Linked DNA regions of Pan troglodytes: region 1 is linked to region 2. Evidence: chromatin contacts called from public HiChIP or PLAC-seq data. All regions are on one chromosome and are shown on one strand. Each heading gives the region's core, a stretch centred on a gene start, on an enhancer-like site or on the middle of the called end of the contact. The rest is flanking DNA. Distances are from core to core; before and after follow the strand shown. Region 1 holds the start of PIGL (phosphatidylinositol glycan anchor biosynthesis class L). Region 2 holds the start of CENPV (centromere protein V).

Region 1 (5,794 bases), core at 2,425-4,924, 140 kb after region 2:
TTGGCCACCATGGTGAAACCCTGTCTCTACTGAAAATACAAACATTAGCCTGGCGTGGCTGGGCGCGGTGGCTCAAGCCTGTAATCCCAGCACTTTGGGAGGCCAAGGTGGGCGGATCACCTGAGGTCGGGAGTTTGAGACCAGCCTGACCAACATGGAGAAAGCCCGTCTCTACTAAAAATACAAAATTGGCTGGGCATGGCGGTGAATGCCTGTAATCCCGCTACTCCAGAGGCTGAGGCAGGAAAATCGCTTGAACCTGGGAGGCAGATGTTGCAGTGAGCCAAGATCGAACCACTGCACTCTAGCCTGAGAGACAGGGTGAGACTCTGCCTCAAAATAAATAAATAAATAACAATTTAAAAAAACACAAATAAAGAATAAATAACATACAATAAAAAACAAAATGGATTCAGAGGAAATAATGAAAGACAATAAAAACATTGAGTGCCAAGTGCATGCTCTCTCTCTCTATATATATTTTTTGAGACGGAGTCTCCCTCTGTTGCCAGGCTGGAGTGCAGTGGCGCGATCTCGGCTCACTGTAACCTCCGCCTCCCGGGTTCAAGTGATTCTCCTGCCTCAGCCGCCCGAGTAGCTGGGACTACAGGCGTGGACCACCACAGCCAGCTAATTTTTGTATTTGTAGGAGAGACAGGGTTTCAACATGTTGGCCAAGATGGTCTTGATCTCTTGACCTCATGATCTGCCCGCCTCGGCCTCCCAAAGTGCTCGGATTACAGGCATGAGCCACCATGCCCGGCCTACATTTTTTATTTGAAAAAATTTTCAATTCTGGTCCCAAATTTTTATGAACCTATTGAAAATAAGGGTAAGTTTATTAAACAGCTGTACCTATAATGTTTTGCAAATAAAATCCAGGCTTCTTTTGAAGACCTTGTAACAAACTTGCTTATAATTTGACTCATACAGTTGTAATATAAAATACAAATACAACTAAAAGCTGGCCAGCTGGGTGTGGTGGCTCACGCCTGTAATCCCAGCACTTTGGGAGGCCGAGGTGGGTGGATCACTTGTCAGGAGTTCGAGACTAGCCTGGCTATCACAGCGAAACCTCAGCTCTACCAAAAATACAAAAATTAGCCCAACATGTGGTGCACACTGTAGTCCCAGCTACTCGAGAGGCTGAGGTAAGAGAATTGCTTAAACTCGGGAGGCGTAGGTTGCAGTGAACTGAGATTGCGCCCCTGCACTCCAGCCTGGGTGACAGAGTGAGACTCCATCTCAAAAAGAAAACTAAACAAAAAACCCCCACCAAACCTAGAAACTAAGAAAAAATGGTGGCATTACTTGTAACTATTTGCAATTAATATTCTTAACAGAGCATAAATTTTAGAAGAAAAGTGCTTGGGCTCCAATTCTTAATAAATATGTAAAATGGTTTACTTTTACTGGTAACAAAGGTTTTTGGGGGAGAAGATACTAAACAAATTAAGAAATTTATAAAAAATGGCCAGGTGCAGTGGCTTACGCCTGTAATCCCAGCACTTTGGGAGGCTGAGGCGGGCAGATCAAAAGTTCAGGAGATCAAGACCATCCTGGCTAACACAGTGAAACCCCGTCTCTACTAAAAACTAAAAACAAATAAAAAAAATTAGCTGGGCATGGTGGCGGGCGCCTGTAGTCCCAGAAAGAATGGCGTGAACCCAGGAGGCAGAACTTACAGTGAGCCGAGATTGCGCCACTGCACTCCAGCCTAGGCGATAGAGCAAGACTCCGTCTCAAAAAAAAAAAAAAATTTATAAAAAATGTCAGTCAATGCTACAGAAAGTAGTATATTAAGACAGATACTCTCATTAGTGCCAGTAAGAATGTAAATAGGTAGGCCAGGCATGGTGGCTCACACTTGTAATCCCAAGCACTTTGGGAGGCCAAGGCAGGTGGATCACTAGAGGTCAGGAGTTTGAGACCAGCCTGGCTAACATGGTGAAACCTCATCTCTACTAAAAATACAAAAATTAGCCAGGTGTGGTGGCATGCGCTTGTAAACCCAGCTACTTGGCAGGCTGACGCAGGAGAATCACTTGAACCCGGGTGGTGGAGGTTGCAGTGAGCCGAGATCACGCCACGGCACTCCAGCCTGGGCAACAGAGCGAGACTGTCTCAGAAAAAAAAAAAAAAAAAAAGAGTAAGTTGGCATTTTGTTTTTGGGAATGTGTTTTGCAATGCAAAGCCTTAAAACAGCCAATTTTAAAAATTAATACTCATGAAGTAATATACATAAAGATGTTCTCTGCTCTTTGCAATAAACTAGGAAAAAACCTTCTGAATGTACAAACAATAAGGGATGATTAAGGTTTATCCCGATGAAGCCATTTAACAGGCTATACATTTAGATCTAAATATAGGTAGATGTTTTAAGTTTCACGAGGACAATGCTCTTACCTAGCTTTCCACTTTTGTATCCCTAGGGCATAGAATAAGGCCTAGCACACAAATGTTTAATAAGTATTTGGTAAATAAATGAAAAAGTAATGTCGAGTAAAAACGATATAAAATTTTATAAAATGTGATTTCTGTGAAGAAGCTGTATAGAAAAAGAATTGGAAAGACACACAACCAAATGGGAAAAGAAGTCATGGGCAATTTTAAAAAATAGCTTTATTGAGGTATACTTTGACATGCCATAAAATTCACCCATTGTATGTGTACAATTCAATTACTTCATTTATACAACTGTTCAATTATCACCATATTCCAGCTTAATGGTCAATATTTGCTTTGTCATTTGATCTTTTCTCTATGGTAAGCAAAAATCTATTATTTGAAAGGTTCCTTCACTGAAAGCTGGGTGGAGTTGAACTCTAAAATTACCTTCAAAATTACTTTCTATCTGTTCATCTATGTCTAATTCTTCAATTTGACACATGCATGTTACTAGCACAAGCTGCATTTTAAAGGCAGCAGGAAAGTCTTTTACTATCATTAGAAGTTAACTTTAAGGATTGAGCAGGCACGATACAGCATAGATTGTTTCGTGTGCTATATAGTAAGGTCAATATTCTTGCTCCTTCTACAAATAAAAAAAAGTTCCACAGAATAACAAGTACAGGTGGAGTTCCCAACGGAAATGCAGGTACTGAATACAACCAACTGCAACTGTTTCTCTGCTCCTCAATCCTGCTAGCGTAGTACGCGAGCTGCCGACGTCCCCCAACCCACCAGGTAAGCCGGCCGCTCCTGTCCCTAGGCTGTGAGGGGTTCAGAGGTAAGACCTTCGGTGTATTCACTTAGCTCCCTACGGAAAACTCTTCGAGAAGAAGGCGACTGAGATCGGTTAGCACTTAAATCCCTTTCAAAGCCCCGGCTCCCATCGCCCCTCCTATGGCCTCCTACCTGCAGAGAAGCAAAGCAGGTACACCCAGTGCCTTAGGCGGGCCAAGCCTAGCACTGTGGGAGCAAAAAACATGGCTTCATCGTCAGGGTGCGCTATGACCAGCAGGGTCCGGCTTTCGGCTCCCAGCCGTCCTCCCTGCTCCAGACTCTTCATTCGTTCTGAGGAGTCCCAAACCCAGAGGAAGCCCCATGCCAAGACCGCCACCGCCACACACAGGAGCCACATTGCTTCCATGATGGGTAAGCAGCACTGAGCCTGCGCAGTAGGAAAGGCTGCCTCTGACCCTGACTCCGGCTGGAAAACTTCACCCGGGAATGTTGGGTTCCGCTGTTAAGTCCCTCCCGCCGACATGCTCCGGAAGCTTGAGGTTTTAACGTTAAGGGTTCTCTTGTGTTTTAACACAGAAGTCTCCATGCCGTCCAGTTTCCTACCCTAGTCCTACCACACTGTACAATCGGTTTAAAAGGAAGCGTCTTATATATAAGCTCCCACTTATAGGAAGAGTTCCTTCCTCTTCATTTGCGAATTCATTTCTTAAGACCCGGGCCTTTCTCGTAATTATAGGGTTAGACAGCCCGTTATCCGTATGACAGTTTTCCAAAATAGCCAGTTACACCAACTTTGTTATTCCTTCTCACTTTTGGATGGCTTTCTTTACTTTTTTTTTTTTTGAGAGGCTCTGTCGCCCGGGCTGGAGTGCAGTGGAGCGATCTCGGCTCACTGCAACCTCTGTCTCCCGGGTTCAAGCGACTCTTCTGTCTCGGCCTCCCGAGTAGCTGGGACTATAGGCGCGCGCCACCACGCCCAGCTAGTTTTTGTATTTTTAGTAGAGAGGGGGGTTTCACCATATTAACTAGGCTGGTCTCGAACTCCTGACCTCGTGATCCGCTCGCCTCGGCCTCCCAAAGTGCTGGGATTACAGGCCTGAGCCACCGCGCCCGGCCCTTTCGTGTTTTTTTTTTTTTTTTTTTTTTTGAAACAGGGTCTGGCTCCGTCGCCCAGGCTGGAGTGCAGTGGCGCGACCTAGACTCGCTGCTACCTCAGCCTCCCGCGTTCAAGCAATTCTCCCACTTCGGTCTCCCCAGTAGCTGGGATTACTGGCGCGCGCCACCACGCCCGCTTAATTTTTGTATTTTTAGTAGTGACGGGGTTTCTCCATGTTCGTCAGGCTGGTCTCGAACTCCTGACCTTAAGTGATGGGCCCGCCTCGGCCTCCCAAAGTGCTGGGATTACAAGCGTGACCCACTGCGTCCGGTCGGGCCTGGCTTTTCTAAAGGAACGTATGCGTGCGGTTACGAGGAACCGTCGTTTCCCCAGCAGGGTGAGGCTGAGCGTGCACTTAACAGTCGCGAGGGCCACAGGCTCCTCTTGCAAGTAACTTAAGGTTAAGGAGCAACATCGTGGACAAATCGGCCTCGCCCAGCATTTCAGTGAGGGCTTGGTGCGAATTCCAGCCAGAGCCCTAGAAAGTATCTTGGGCAGGTCGAAATGCACCCCTCCAGCTCCCAGCCACGAGGGGACCGGCTTCCCTCTACGCAGCTCCGGCCAGAGGCCGCCGCCGCCCCACCACGCCGCGGAGGGGTTTGCAGGGTCCCTTCCACGGCCTGAGTTTTTCCTTTTCCCACGCCTGAGGAAGGCCTCGGGCAAGCGGAACAGACGGGCAGGCGGGGGGCGCACAAGCCCAGGGCACGATGGCAGCAGCGCTGGATCCGGCTGGGCGCTGCCCGGCCCCGTATCCGTCCGAGAGGACCGCCGCTGCCAGGCCTAGAGGAGACGTGAAGAGACCGGGCGCAGCGCGACCCGGGAAGCTCCGCCGAGGTAGGAGAGGCGCCCGGCCAGCGGAGGGAGTTGGTCTTCCAACTCTCCGGAAGGAGGAGGAGCCGGCGCTGGAGCCGCCTTAGCCGCGGCTCCGCGGGCTGGGGGGAGGGAGAGGGGTTGAGTCAAGATGGCGGTCAAGGTGGCGAAGCAGCAGCCGCGGCGGCGGCGGCGGCGGCTGGAGTGAGCGTCCGACTCGCCGCGCCGAGCGAGGTCCCGGTGTAGGGCCGCGCGCCGTGGCCGCGTCCCACTCCTCAGGCCGGGGCGCACGTCGGCTCCCACGCTTAGCCAGCTCCCGGTGAGTAGGCCCTGGCGCCTGCAACCCCGGCCTCCGGGCTCCTGCTAGTCCGGGGGCTTCCGAGGGCTCCCGGGGCAGCAGCCGCTGGGACGGTTTCTCCGCCGGGCGGGGGGTGTCGCAGGCCTGGGCAGGTCGGGACCCGTCCTGGCCGCCTGGCCTCTTCCCCTCGGCAGCCCAGGAGAGAGCCGGGCGCGGCGGGGAGCTCGGGCTGGGCTAGCGGAGGCTTATGGAGTTTGGAGGAAGAATGGGCTGTGGCCGGGCCGGGGCTGGCCCCGAGGTGTCCTGTGCGGAGGGGCGTGCGGAGCCTACAGGGCCTGCGAGGG
Region 2 (5,549 bases), core at 1,278-3,777:
AAGTGATTCTCCTGCCTCAGCCTCCTGAATAGCTGGGATTACAGGCATGTGCTACCACGCCCGGCTAATTTTGTATTTTTATTAGAGATGAGGTTTCTCCACATTGGTCAGGCTGGTCTCAAACTCTTGACCTCAGGTGATCCGACACCTTGGCCTCCCAAAGTGCTGGGATTACAGGCGTGAGCCACCATGCCCAGCCATGTTCTTCATTTTTAAATTGAGCTAAGTCTTACACACACTGAAGTGTTTTTATGTGTTTTACACACCTCCATAACTACCACCCAGATCAAGATAATGTAGAGAACATATCCAGTATCTTTTTTTTTCTTTGAGACGGAGTCTTACTCTGTTGCCCAGCTTGGAGTGCAATGGTGCAACCTCCGGCTCACTACAACCGCCACCTCCTGGATTCAAGCGATTCTCCTGTCTCAGCCTCCCGAGTAGCTGGGATTACAGGTGCCTGCCAGCATGCCCAGCTAGTTTTTGTATTTCTAGTAGAGACAGGGTTTCCCCATGTTGGCCAGGCTGGTTTCAAACTCCTGCCCACCTCCGCCTCCCAAAGTGCTGGGATTACAGGCATGAGCCACTGTGCCTGGCCATATCCAGCATCTTAGCAGAGTCCTTTGTTCTCTTTCCCAGTTAGTTCTCCTCAAGGATAACCACTCCCCACACCCAGCTTTTTTTTTTTTTTTTTTTTTGAGACAAGGTCTCACTCTGTCACCCAGAGTAGAATATGGTGGTGTAATCACAGCTCACTGCAGCTTCCACCTCCTGGTCTCAAACTCCTGGGCTCAAGCGATCTGAGCACCTCGGCCTCCCAATAGTGTTGGGATTAGGCATGAGCCACTGCGCCCGGCCTACGTGCCGTTTTAAAATGATGTTCAAGAATAAGCAAAACCAACCTATGGTGGTAAAAGAACAGTGATCGCCTCTGTTTTCTTTTGCCTGAGGGAAACTCTGGTGTGCTGAAAATGTTCTGTATCTGAAGTGGTGGTGGTCACATAAGCTGTACATCTAAGATATTTGCACGTTGCTGTGTGTAAACCATAATTCCAACAACAACAACGACAAAATGGCAAGGTGGGGCTCGGTGGCTCACACCTGTAATCCCAACACTTGGGGAGAACTAGGCGGGAGGATCGCTTGAGGCCAGGAGTTAGAGACCAGCCTGGGCAACATAGGGAAACCCGGTATCTACAAAACAACAATAGCAACAATTAGCTGGGGGGGGGGGGGGGGGGCGGGGCGCCGCCTGTTGTTCCAGCTACTCCAGAGGCCCAGGCTGCAGGATCGCTTGAGGCCAGGAGTTCTTGGCTACACTGAGCCGAGATCCCGCTACTGCACTCCAGTCTGTCAGATCCTGTATGGAAAAAAAAAAAAAAAAAAAAGACAAAATAGTTAAACTATGCCTTTAATTCAATAAACTATTAAACTAACAATACCATGAAGAAAATCAGAATAAAGAAGAAAGATAGGCTGACGCAGGAGAATCGCTGGAACGGTGAGGCGGAGGTTGCAGTGAACCGAGATCGCGCCACTGCACTCCAGCCTGGCGACAGAGTGAGACTCCAAAAAAGAAAAAAAAAAAAAAAAAGAAAAAAAAAAAAAAGAAAGATAGGCTGGGCCCGGTGGCTCAGGCCTGTAATCCCAGCGCTTTGGGAAGCCGAGGCGGATGGATCACCTGAGGTCGGGAGTATTCGGCACCAGCCTGACCAACATGGTGAAACCCCGTCTCTACTAAAAATACAAAATTAGCCGGGTGTGGTGGCGAATGCCTGTAATCCCAGCTCCTCGGGAGGCTGAGGCAGGAGAATCGCTTGAACCTGGGAGGCGGAGGCTGCGGTGAGGCGAGATCGCGCCACTGCACTCCAGCCTGGGCAACAAGAGCGAAACTCGGTCTGAAAAAAGAAGAAGAAGGAGAAGGAGAAGAAGACTATCTGGGTTCCATAAACGATTCTCGTGCCTTTTGTCTTTAAACTTTGGTGCTGCCTTCATCAAAATCATACTAATGAAATTCGACGCACGGGTCATTCATTTAATTAAAATGAAACCCCAAATCTGTTGACTATTGGTATCCTCATGACACTGTTCTATAATGTGACAGAAAAGACGAAGGTGAAGAACTATGGTTTCGGCCGCTGTTACACAGGAGGTAGCAGGTGGCAGGCCGTTTACACAAATTAGCTCGTTTTTGGAGACGAAGTTACCCCAGGCTGCCCGCTCGGATGAGCCTGCGAATTCAGGCCCAACCCAGGCCCCTCCAGGTCGGGAAGGTACGAAGAGCCCGCTGGATTCACACAGGGCAGGGGCGCCTTCGCAGGTGCGAGTGGATTCTGGGTATCGCGAGCGTAGGCCCAGGCGCAGCCCCTCTGGGCCTGCGGGACGGAACAGGCAGGTGCGTCCCAGCGGCCGGGCGGGCCGGGTCTCCCTCCTGCGGGCAGGCGCCGCGCTGCGGGGCGCGGCTGGCGGAGCGGGGCAGCCGGGCGCAGCGCCCCCTGGGCCTGAAGACTGGCGGGCGGCGGGGGCGCGCGCAGGCCGGCGGGGGCGCGCCGCGCTGCGAGGCCTGCGCGCCAGGCTGCGGGAGCCATGCGGCGATCGAGGAGCTCTGCGGCCGCCAAGCTGCGCGGGCAGAAGCGGTCCGGGGCCTCCGCGGCCCCCGCGGCCTCCGCGGCCGCTGCCTTGGCACCCAGCGCCACCCGCACACGGCGCTCCGCTAGCCAGGCCGGGAGCAAGAGCCAGGCGGTGGAGAAGCCGCCGTCGGAGAAGCCGCGGCTGAGGCGCTCGTCGCCGCGGGCCCAGGAGGAGGGCCCGGGGGAGCCGCCGCCGCCGGAGCTGGCGTTGCTCCCGCCACCGCCGCCGCCGCCGCCGACTCCCGCGACCCCGACGTCCTCGGCGTCCAACCTGGACCTGGGCGAGCAGCGGGAGCGCTGGGAGACGTTCCAGAAGCGGCAGAAGCTTACCTCCGAGGGTGCCGCCAAGCTCCTGCTAGACACCTTGTGAGTACGGCGGGCCGGGGCGCGCGGGAGCCGGTGCCACGCGGACCCCCTCGGCAGGAGTCGGGCTCGCAGCCCGCGTGCAGGCCTTGGGCGCCTTTCAGCTCTGAGCCTTCCACGTTACGGAGCCGACGCGGCTCCCCCGTTAGCACTGGGGTTATTCCCTAATTCTAAGGGCGGCGGGGCGGGGCGGTGCTTCTAGGGCTGTGTGGCCTGGGAATGGAAAGGGGGCTTCTTCCGGAGCTTGAGGGCGCGCGCAGCCGTCTTGGGACACAAAGAGTCTTTCCCGGCCATAAGCATCGTGCTCGGGGACGTTGTCTCTTGCTGGCGCGCAAAGGGTGTGGGGGCCTTTCTTAGTGAAAAGAAGATAAATCCCACGGCTTTCTCTTACCCGAATCCCCCTTTTTTGTGTGTTTGCACACGTGTTTTTGAGGGTGGGTGGAAGGGAAAGGTAGAAGCGTTGAAGGAAGCATGAATAGTTTTGAACTAACTGGGAAGCAAAATCCCGTCGTTGTTCCAGGCACTGCCAGGGAGGGAGCAGGGGGCGGGGGTTATTGATCCGGGAGAGAAGCGCGCGCGAAGAGATGCTCCGGCCTCGCGCGGCGGCGGGGATGCCTGCGTAGGGAGGCTTTTATGTGCTCAGCCAGCTAATGCTCCCTGCCGCTCGCCCTCCTGGCTGCTCCGCAGTCTTTTAGATGGCCCGAGGAGCATCTCGAGTGTCCGCGATTTGGGAAAGAGCTTTTAACTGGGCTGTTAAAGGGCTGCCTTCTTTTCTCCAAATGCGATCTGGATTCCTGCCTCGGGGAACAGTTGTGCTACAGAGAGATATTTTAACGCCCTGATATTATATTTCAGTGTCAATTTTACGAATTAAAAAGAACAATCAAAACACTAGGGGGAAAAAACCGACAAGAATAACCTAGCAATTGCATAACCTGAGAATTACTTCTTTTCTTGAACATGTTCCTTTGAGCTTCTTGCGGAAGAAATTCTCTTAGGATGAGTCGTCCCCGACAGAAGATACATATTTGGTTTTCTGTGTGCTTCACTTTTTGGTTTTTCATCTTGGACTGCACACTGAATTTTTAAAAAACGTTCATCCATCAAACATTTGAGCACCTATAGGGTGACGGCTGCCTCTGGGCAGAAGGAATACGAAGATCCTTAGGAATGTAAAACTCATGGTGTCTTCAAGGCATACAGAAAAAAAGAAGAATGTAAAACTCAAATTTGAGATAAATTTTTATTTTAAGACAAACTGATAAATGGTCAAGAAAAAGATTTAAAATATTGACATAAAAAAGCTGTTTTTCTCCCACTAGATTGCCATGACTTTGTACTTATAAAGTCTACTAAATTATATTCAAACAGTGTGTATAACTGTACCATTTTCGTTAAAATATTGTGTAGAAAAAAGTTTGGGGGAATATATAACAAATAATTAACTATAGATCCCTCTGGGTGTAAAGATTACAGGAGGCTTTCACTTTGAGCACTCTCAAATAGTGTGAAGTTTGGAGTTTTTACAATAAGCATTATGTGTGCAGAAAAAATTAAAATACATAAACGTAAAGAAACATGAAAAAATGATCAGTCTTAATCATGCAAATTAAAACTGCAGTGAGCTATTTTTCCTATAATTATTGCCTGAGACTGTACAGTGAAATGTTTTCTCATTTATATATCGGGTAAGGGTGTTCAATCCTTTTGGAAAGCGATTTTAAGACATTTATCAGATCTTAATGTTCATTTCTGAGTTTGGCTTATATATAAGCTTTAAAGGGTTAAAATTGTATGTAGGCCGGGTGAGGTGGCTCATGCCTGTAATCCCAGCACTTTGGGAGGCCGAGGCGGGTGGATCACCTGAGGTGGGGAGTTTGAGACTGCCTGACCAACATGGAGAAACCTCGTCTCTACTAAAAATACAAAATTAGCTGGGTGTGGTGGTGGGCGCCTGTAATCCCAGCTACTCGGGAGGCTGAGGCAGGAGAATCATTTGAACCCTGGAGGTGGAGGTTCCGGTGGGCTGAAATCGCGTCACTGCACTCCAGCCTGGGCAACAAGAATGAAACTCCCTCTCAAAAAAAAAAAATTCTATGTAATGTGTATTACAACTATGTAAAACGCATGTGTGTGAAGAATACTGGAAAGAAATAGAGCAAAAATATAAGAGCCTTTATTAAGTTTCTCAAAAGGCTCTTCTGGACCTCTGGACTTGATTGAGTATCCAGTCTTATTTTTCATAGCAGCCTGTACCTCCTTTATCACAATCATAATTAATTATTATTTGAGTAACTTGTTAAGGTCGGTAAGGGTAGCAGTCGTGTCTGCTGTATCTTGTTTAGTATTCTCTCCTTCGTGCCTAGCTCATAAAAATATTTAGTATGTGAGGCCCAGAGCAGTGGCTCACGCCTGTAATCCCAGCACTTTGGGAGTCCCCGTGGGTGGATCACAAGGTCAGGAGTTCAAGACCAGCTTGGCCAAGATGGTGAAGCCCTATCTCTACTAAAAATACAAAATTAGCAGGGCGCGGTGGCAGGCGCCTGTAATCCCAGC

What was found. HiChIP or PLAC-seq counts read pairs in DNA pulled down with a chosen protein or histone mark.
Region 1: a contact with region 2 is called in an H3K4me3 HiChIP or PLAC-seq map of stem cell-derived excitatory neurons, with 2.2 times the contacts expected there. The contact joins the promoter of PIGL here to the promoter of CENPV in region 2. A contact is called at or near these places in 1 of 7 Hi-C or Micro-C datasets (stem cell-derived neural progenitor cells) and 1 of 1 datasets of contacts at active chromatin or transcription factors (stem cell-derived excitatory neurons).

The regions. Positions count from the first base shown.
Region 1 is chr19:53,781,470-53,787,263 of NHGRI_mPanTro3-v2.0_pri, forward strand. It overlaps PIGL (phosphatidylinositol glycan anchor biosynthesis class L), which reads right to left and starts at 3,675. Exons shown (of 8, transcript XR_010153004.1): 1 at 3,358-3,675. NCOR1 (nuclear receptor corepressor 1) reads left to right here and starts at 4,645. Exons shown (of 47, transcript XM_054670432.2): 1 at 4,645-5,176.
Region 2 is chr19:53,646,449-53,651,997 of NHGRI_mPanTro3-v2.0_pri, forward strand. CENPV (centromere protein V) reads left to right here and starts at 2,528. Exons shown (of 5, transcript XM_511783.8): 1 at 2,528-2,996. The coding sequence starts at 2,587.